Linked DNA regions of Gossypium arboreum: region 1 is linked to region 2. Evidence: chromatin contacts called from public Hi-C data. All regions are on one chromosome and are shown on one strand. The core of a region is the stretch at or near the end of the contact, and the rest is flanking DNA. Distances in the headings are between cores, read along the strand shown. Region 1 holds the start of LOC108462676 (organic cation/carnitine transporter 4). Region 2 has its middle 13 kb from the start of LOC128287756.

Evidence for each region. Hi-C and Micro-C count contacts between places; a contact is called where the count stands out from the background.
Region 1: a Hi-C map of leaf shows a contact between it and region 2, with 2.6 times the contacts expected there. The contact joins the promoter of LOC108462676 here to the enhancer-like site in region 2. A contact is called at or near these places in 2 of 5 Hi-C or Micro-C datasets (both in leaf).

Annotation. Positions count from the first base shown.
Region 1 is chr13:112,344,235-112,347,644 of ASM2569848v2, forward strand. It overlaps LOC108462676 (organic cation/carnitine transporter 4), which reads left to right and starts at 1,561. Exons shown (of 2, transcript XM_017762594.2): 1 at 1,561-2,077; 2 at 2,561-3,410. The coding sequence starts at 1,630.
Region 2 is chr13:112,251,733-112,255,120 of ASM2569848v2, forward strand. No RefSeq gene overlaps it. Among protein-coding and RNA genes, the nearest start is that of LOC128287756, 13 kb to the left of the region's middle. Within about 2 kb of position 1,324, at least 2 of the 2 cell types and tissues checked have an H3K27ac peak or open chromatin away from gene starts, as enhancers often do. A contact at or near this core is called in leaf, where this site is marked.

The sequences.
Region 1 (3,410 bases), core at 311-2,810, 93 kb after region 2:
GCATTGTGGAAATACGCGTCAAGGTGAATATTTGTGGAATATGCCTCGCATTTCAGCATAAACAGTATGTGATGTCGCAACGAGGAGGAGCTCTTCATCCCGACGAGCGACCATTGTCACAACAAGAAAATAAGCTTCGTCCCGACGACACAACCATACTTTGTCACGAGAGAAGAAAGCCACGTAGCAACGAGGCAACGTGTTCCTCAATTTTCTCGGCTTTACTGCTTTCAGTTAAACATTATTTTAGTTTTCCACTTAAACTCTAATTAGTGTAGATTATTTTAATATTATTTGACCTACAAATTGAGGCTATAAATAGGCCTTCTACAACCCTAGAAAGATTAACCTATAACACATTTAGGTATTAACTTTTGCAAGCTTTTAGGGAATTTTGTGTTTAAGTTTTGAGGGTTCTTTTTCGGGTTTTCAAGGTTTAGTTTTTATCCCCATCTTTGTACTATTCGTTTTTTCCAAATTAGTGAAACTATCTTTGCCCGTGGTTTTTATCCTCTTCGGAAGGAGTTTTTCACGTAAATTTTTTATGTTCGATCTCTTCAATTTTTTCGTTATTTCTCTTATTCATTGTTTACATAAATTTATCCCCAACATATCCAATCCTACCAACATATCTCGAATACCACTAGTGTTCATTCTTAATTAGAAGCTTTTAAGGGATGGCCTCTAATTAGCCATAAGGAAAAATTGGAAGTCAAAATTTATTCCACCATGGTTATCACTCTTGATTGCAATTTAAGTTGCTAATTATCTAGTGTATTCTCATCTATGAATTCAAGTTTCTCTTAATTGGATTTGAGAACAAGATCCTGAAACTTGTTGTCAGGGAAGGGATTAAGTATGTGAATGTGATGGCCAGATTGGCAAACAACATTTCTCTGAGTGTCACTAGTATTTAGGATAGATTATGGGTTTTAAGGATGATATAGCTATAAACAATTTTGTATGAATTAAATTATAATAAGATCGATTGAATTGGAAATTAATTAGTATATTGATTCAAAATAATGTAAATTATTTGTTGACTTGTAAACAGTATCAAGCTGTAATTTATCAGCCAAATGAACCAATTAAAAGCTAATTAAACCAATTTTTCTTTGATTAAGATAAACTTTCATGGTCCGGCAAAAGAACACTATTTTTTTGACCGAATTTCATTTAAAATTAATGTAGCTGTCAGCTAATCCTTTTGATTATGTTTTTTATCTGCTTATGTCTGTAATGAGTAATCAACCTCTGGAATTGTTGGAGCTGATGCTATGTACCCAACTATTAGTTAGCTCTTGAATGCACTTTTTTCTGAAAAGGAAAATTTTCAGATTACTTTTGTTTTTCCTTCAAATCAAGCTCCTTTTTTCCTTCAAATGAGTATCGGACCGACGCTTTTATTAACAAGGATAAAAATATACGAAAATCTCAAATCAATGGTTAGATATCCATCCACGTATCGAGTTCACAAATCATCACACCAAGTCATAACCCAAAACATATGGAAATGGAACTTTCCCCTATATATACATACATCTGTGTAAATGGGATCCTAGTTCCTACGTTGAGTAAAAAACATTAATATACACCCAAAAAAAAAACTGCAAAAATAAAAACAGAGCTATGGCTACCGCGGGAGGATCAGAAACCTGTAGCCATGGCTCCTCCTTAGAGTCATCTTTACTCCTTCCGACCAAGCAACCCAATTGGGAGGCTATACCCGAATCCGAATCCGAGAAGCTTTGCATAGACGACATGCTAGATGTGTATTGCGGAGAATTCGGGTCGTGGCAATTGAGACACTTTGTTTTAACGAGCCTGGCATGGGCGTTGGAAGCTTTCCACACCATGGTTATGATATTTGCGGACCAGGAACCTGGTTGGCGGTGCGTGGAAGGGTCAGGATCACGGTGTGATGAGAAGGCTGAAAGTGTTTGTGGGCTTGAACCAGGGTCTTGGGAATGGGAGGGTGGTCCGGGAAGCTCCACCGTGGCTCAGTGGGGATTGGTTTGCGGGGAGAAGTATAAGGTTGGGCTTGTTCAAGCCTTGTTTTTCGCTGGCTGCATGATTGGTAACATGTTCTCACCTTATCTTTCTCTTTATTCCAAAACCCGTAATATTAAACACGATACGGAAAATAACAATATTAATACATAAATTGTTAGGTTATTAACGTTATGCTAATGTAGTTTTAGGAACATAACAAGTTAGTTTTTTCTGGCATGGAAACCATATCTACATGGCGCAATAAATGCATTTGTGGACCCGAAATTTCATGGGAAAAAATAAGGATTTCTTTTCAGAAAACTGTTATCTGATCGAGCAATTACAGATAACAGAAATATTTTCAAAGAAAAAAAAAGGAAGTTGATGATCAAGTTGAAAGCTAAAGTTCAGACATGAAGATCATATTCTTGATGTTGATAATGTGTCTGGGTTCTACCATACATTTTCAATCTTCCTTTTGAATGTAAAGAATCACTCGTTCATGAACATGGTGAATGCTTGAATTCATGACTAAAACTAATTTTTTCTACACAATTATTTTTTTTAGGCGCAGGAGTATTTGGTCATCTATCAGACTCAAGCCTTGGAAGAAAGGGTTCCTTGAAGACAGTTTGTATCTTAAATGCCATCTTTGGTTGCCTCACATCAATAGCGCCAGACTACTTCACATATTTGCTTCTCAGGTTCCTAACAGGGTTCAGCACCGGTGGGGTTGGCCTTTGCTCCTTTGTATTAGCCACCGAACCAGTTGGTCCAACCAAGCGTGGTGTGGCTGGAATGTCCACATTCTATTTCTTTTCAACCGGCATCGCCTTACTTGCAGGCATTGCTTACATTTTCCCTACATGGCGTGCTCTTTATGTCGCCTCCTCTGTCCCCTCTGTCCTTTTCCTTTTTCTAGTTATTCCATTCATCTCTGAGTCCCCGCGATGGTACCTTGTTCGAGGGAAAATAAATAAAGCAATGAAAATCATGCAAGCCATAGCCAAATCTAATGGAAATAATCTCCCTGAGGGGATTATCCTAGCACTGGATGATGAAGCTAATGATGCTTCAAATGATAACCAGAGTAGCTCCAAGGAAGCTGTCTCTGGTTCCATAGTAGATGTAATCCGATCACCGGTCACCTCTATTCGACTATTTCTTGCAGTCGGAATCAGCTTCACTTGCTCAGTTGTGTACTATGGGCTTAGCTTGAATGTTGTCAACCTTGAGACAAATATTCACTTAAGTGTCCTTCTTAATGCAGTGGCTGAAATGCCAGCATTCACGATAACAGCAGTTTTATTGGATAGATTTGGGAGGAAGCCGTTGGCAATTGGGACACAATGGTTCAGCGCAATATTTTGTTTAACGGGGAGTGTAGTGGGGAGTGTTAGGATGTGGGAAGTAATCAA
Region 2 (3,388 bases), core at 74-2,573:
TTACACATTCCCCTAGTAAAGAGACAACTCCTATTTGCTATAAGCACTTTCAACTTCTCTTGAGGTATTACTGGCAAAGACAGTCTACTTACCAGCTTTGCATCTATAAAATTATGCATACTACCAGAGTCAACCAAAATAATGGCTAGAATCAATCCTACCCGAGTAGCTTCCCTCATGGTGTTATGGCTTTGTAACCCATTGAGAGCATGTAACGAAATCACATGGGATTTCGACGGTTCTTCTTCAGAATTTCCTTCCTCGAGCTTCTCTGAACACTCTTGAAATTATTTTGTTTCACTGTCAGATAAAGGCTCCCACAAAAACTGGTATAACTGCGATTTAACACATTTGTGCCACGTATGGTATTTGGCTCGACACCAGAAGCAAAAACCTTTCTGCTTACGTTTTGCCATCACAGCTGGAGAAATAGATCGAGTGCCTGACTTGTTGATTGAAGTATTGCTCACAGACTGTGAAGCAGAAATAGATCTTGTAGATGATGAGGAGTAGCCTGATATGATGAAAGAATTCAACATCGATCTAGGTGAGTTACGCGAAGGTGTGGGAGACTTCTTTGCTGGACAAGATAGGAGCACCTCGATTTTCTTAGCTAACTGAAAAGCTTCCATTAGCGTAGCAGGTTCAAATAGATCCAAGTAGTGACCAATCTCAATTTTTAAATTGCTAAGAAAAATGCTAGTGGCATAAGGTTCGGGTAGATACAATTGATTCAATAGTCCTACGAACATATCTTGATATTGTTCCACCGTACCTTGTTGTTTCAAGTTAACTAGCTCCTTTATAGGGTTGCCAAATTAACCAAAACCAAAATGATCCTGCATATTCTTCATGTATGCTAGCCACGATAGCATCTGGAGACCCCCATTTCGCTGGGAGTAAAAATGATGCCATTCGAACGCTCTCCCTTCTAGATTCAACATCACCACATAGACCTTGCTAGACTCTGGTATTCTCTTAGCCTCAAAATATTGCTCAAGATTGGTCCACCATCCTCAAAAATCATTACCATCAAACTTGGGACATTCAAGCCTACTGACCTTCTCAAACACCCCAACCACAGGTGATTGATTCCTCAAATGCACGCTTCTTACATCTGCCAAGTTCGGTCCAACAGGAACAGTGGGTGCTTCGACCTCCTTTTGATAAAAACCAGGTAGTGCTTCGAGGACCCCTTTCCCATTGTCAAAATACTGACTCAAGAGTGCTTACAAATCCCCTCAGAACTCCTCTTTAAAAGCTTGAAACTTGGAGTCCATCGTTGCTTCTAAACGAGCCATTCTCTCTTGAATTTTGGCAATTTCTTACTGCATACTGCCCACCTCTTTCTGAAACCTCGTCAAAACTCCATCACCGACCATTGTAGGGATCGTAGAGGCTTTGATACCTTTGTTAAGATCTCAAAAATTCCACAGAAAATGTCGAAGAAGAAGAAGAATAGAAGAGAGAACAGAGGAAGAAAAGTTCAGAAAATTTCTTAATGTTTTTCCATAACCGTTTCTCCCATACAATTCATGCTTAAAAGGAGAGAATAACAGCAAAGAAAAGACGTGGCACTTACAGTTGTGCAAAACGCACCGAATCACTAAACTATGCGCCCCGTTTTACTGATTCAATTTTAAGATTGAAACTCACCGTTTTACTTAATGAACTAACCGTTGCAACTAACCGTTATTTTAACAAAAATATTTTGACCCATAACAGGAAGGAAAACAAGGGTTATTGCCGAGGGTTTGGATTGATGAGGTGTCGCTAAAGGTAGAAGCAAAGACCGAAAAAATTAGAAGATATATGAGATGAAGGGGTTGAGGTCAGAGAAAATGGGTATTGAGGCTTCTGATGGTTCGAAACTGTAGGATCGATCGTGATGTTTTGAGGGTTGTTGATCTGTGGGAGCAAGACGATGGTTGTAGTGACGTCGATGAAGGATGCCGGAGAGATGGGGCTGCTGCGTTTCTTGTCGAAAGAAGCTTTTGGTTTTCTTGTTTCTTTTATTTTTCTGGTTCTGTTTTTCTAAGGTTTCTTGAGAAGGCGGTGAGTTTTTTGATTTTTTTTGGGGTTTTTTGATGTGGTTTTATTCATTTTTTGCAATTTTCCACCGTTGTTTTGTGTCACTTGCTTGGTGATAGATTAACTCATGCATATATGCAATTATTTATTGATAATGGCATTTCATCGGTCTTTAATTTTTTTTAAAAAAAGGAGAAAATAATTTTAAAAAAATCAGTTTTTTTTTAAATAAGGGACAGGGAAGGGTTGAGAGCAATCTGTACATAGAAATTTCGCTGAATTTTTCTTAAAAAAAATTCAATATTTAAAAAACCAAAAATTTCATATTTAGTTTAAATTTTATGTGACATTTATAAGCAGTTAACATTCCATGGGAAAAAAAATATCCTTAGCATAATTCAGTTGAAGGTGTGGTATGTGGAGGAAAATTCTCATAAGGCCAATAGCTGATTTGATAACAAAATATTAAAGATATGTACATATTTTCATAATTAAATTCAAATAAAATAGATTAGATTTACTATTGATTTGTGATTCAGGCTAAATTTTGAAGGAAAACACTCTTCCAAAGTCTAAACCACCCACTTTTAGATAAGTCTAGAATTAATGTCATTTCGAAATAGTTACTTTTTTTAAAAAAAATGAATATAAAATAAAATATTATTTAAATACAATATAAACAAATAAATTTGTTGAAGAAAAATCTGAAATAGTTTGGTGGCTGTTTAAAGCACATGCCGTCCGCACCTTATTTTGGACAATCAAAATTGCCTTTGCCTTTCGCCTCATTCTTTAGACTTGACCCCAAGATTTCTAAATTTCCAAGGCTTCTTGGAACATTGACCCCAGACTAGTACTAATTGCACACCCACAATTTATTAAATATTATTTCTGGCCACCTTATGCATTTTATCACAATAGAATTATAGTATTATATGGTATTCATATACTGATATAATACCAAATTATATAATTAAAATATAAAAAAATATAAATAGGATGTGAATATATATCAAAATTATTATAATCTGATAAAATCAAGGCAGTTAGTACGATTGTTTTCTAATTGGTACCATATTGATTTCTTCGGATTGATTGTTATTTTGGATAACATTTATAAAAATAGTAAATTACAATATAGGTCACTCAATTATGATTTTTTAATGGTCCTTTAATTATTATTTTTTTGTTACCTAATTATGAAAAATTATAAAATATTACCCGACTATTCAATTTTATTTTATTTTGGTCACTAGCTTGCTAATGCAAAAATAGAAATATCTAAAAATCTAAGATAGTTGGGTGACAAAAAAATCGAATAGTTGAATGAACATATTGTAACTTTTATAGTTAAGTG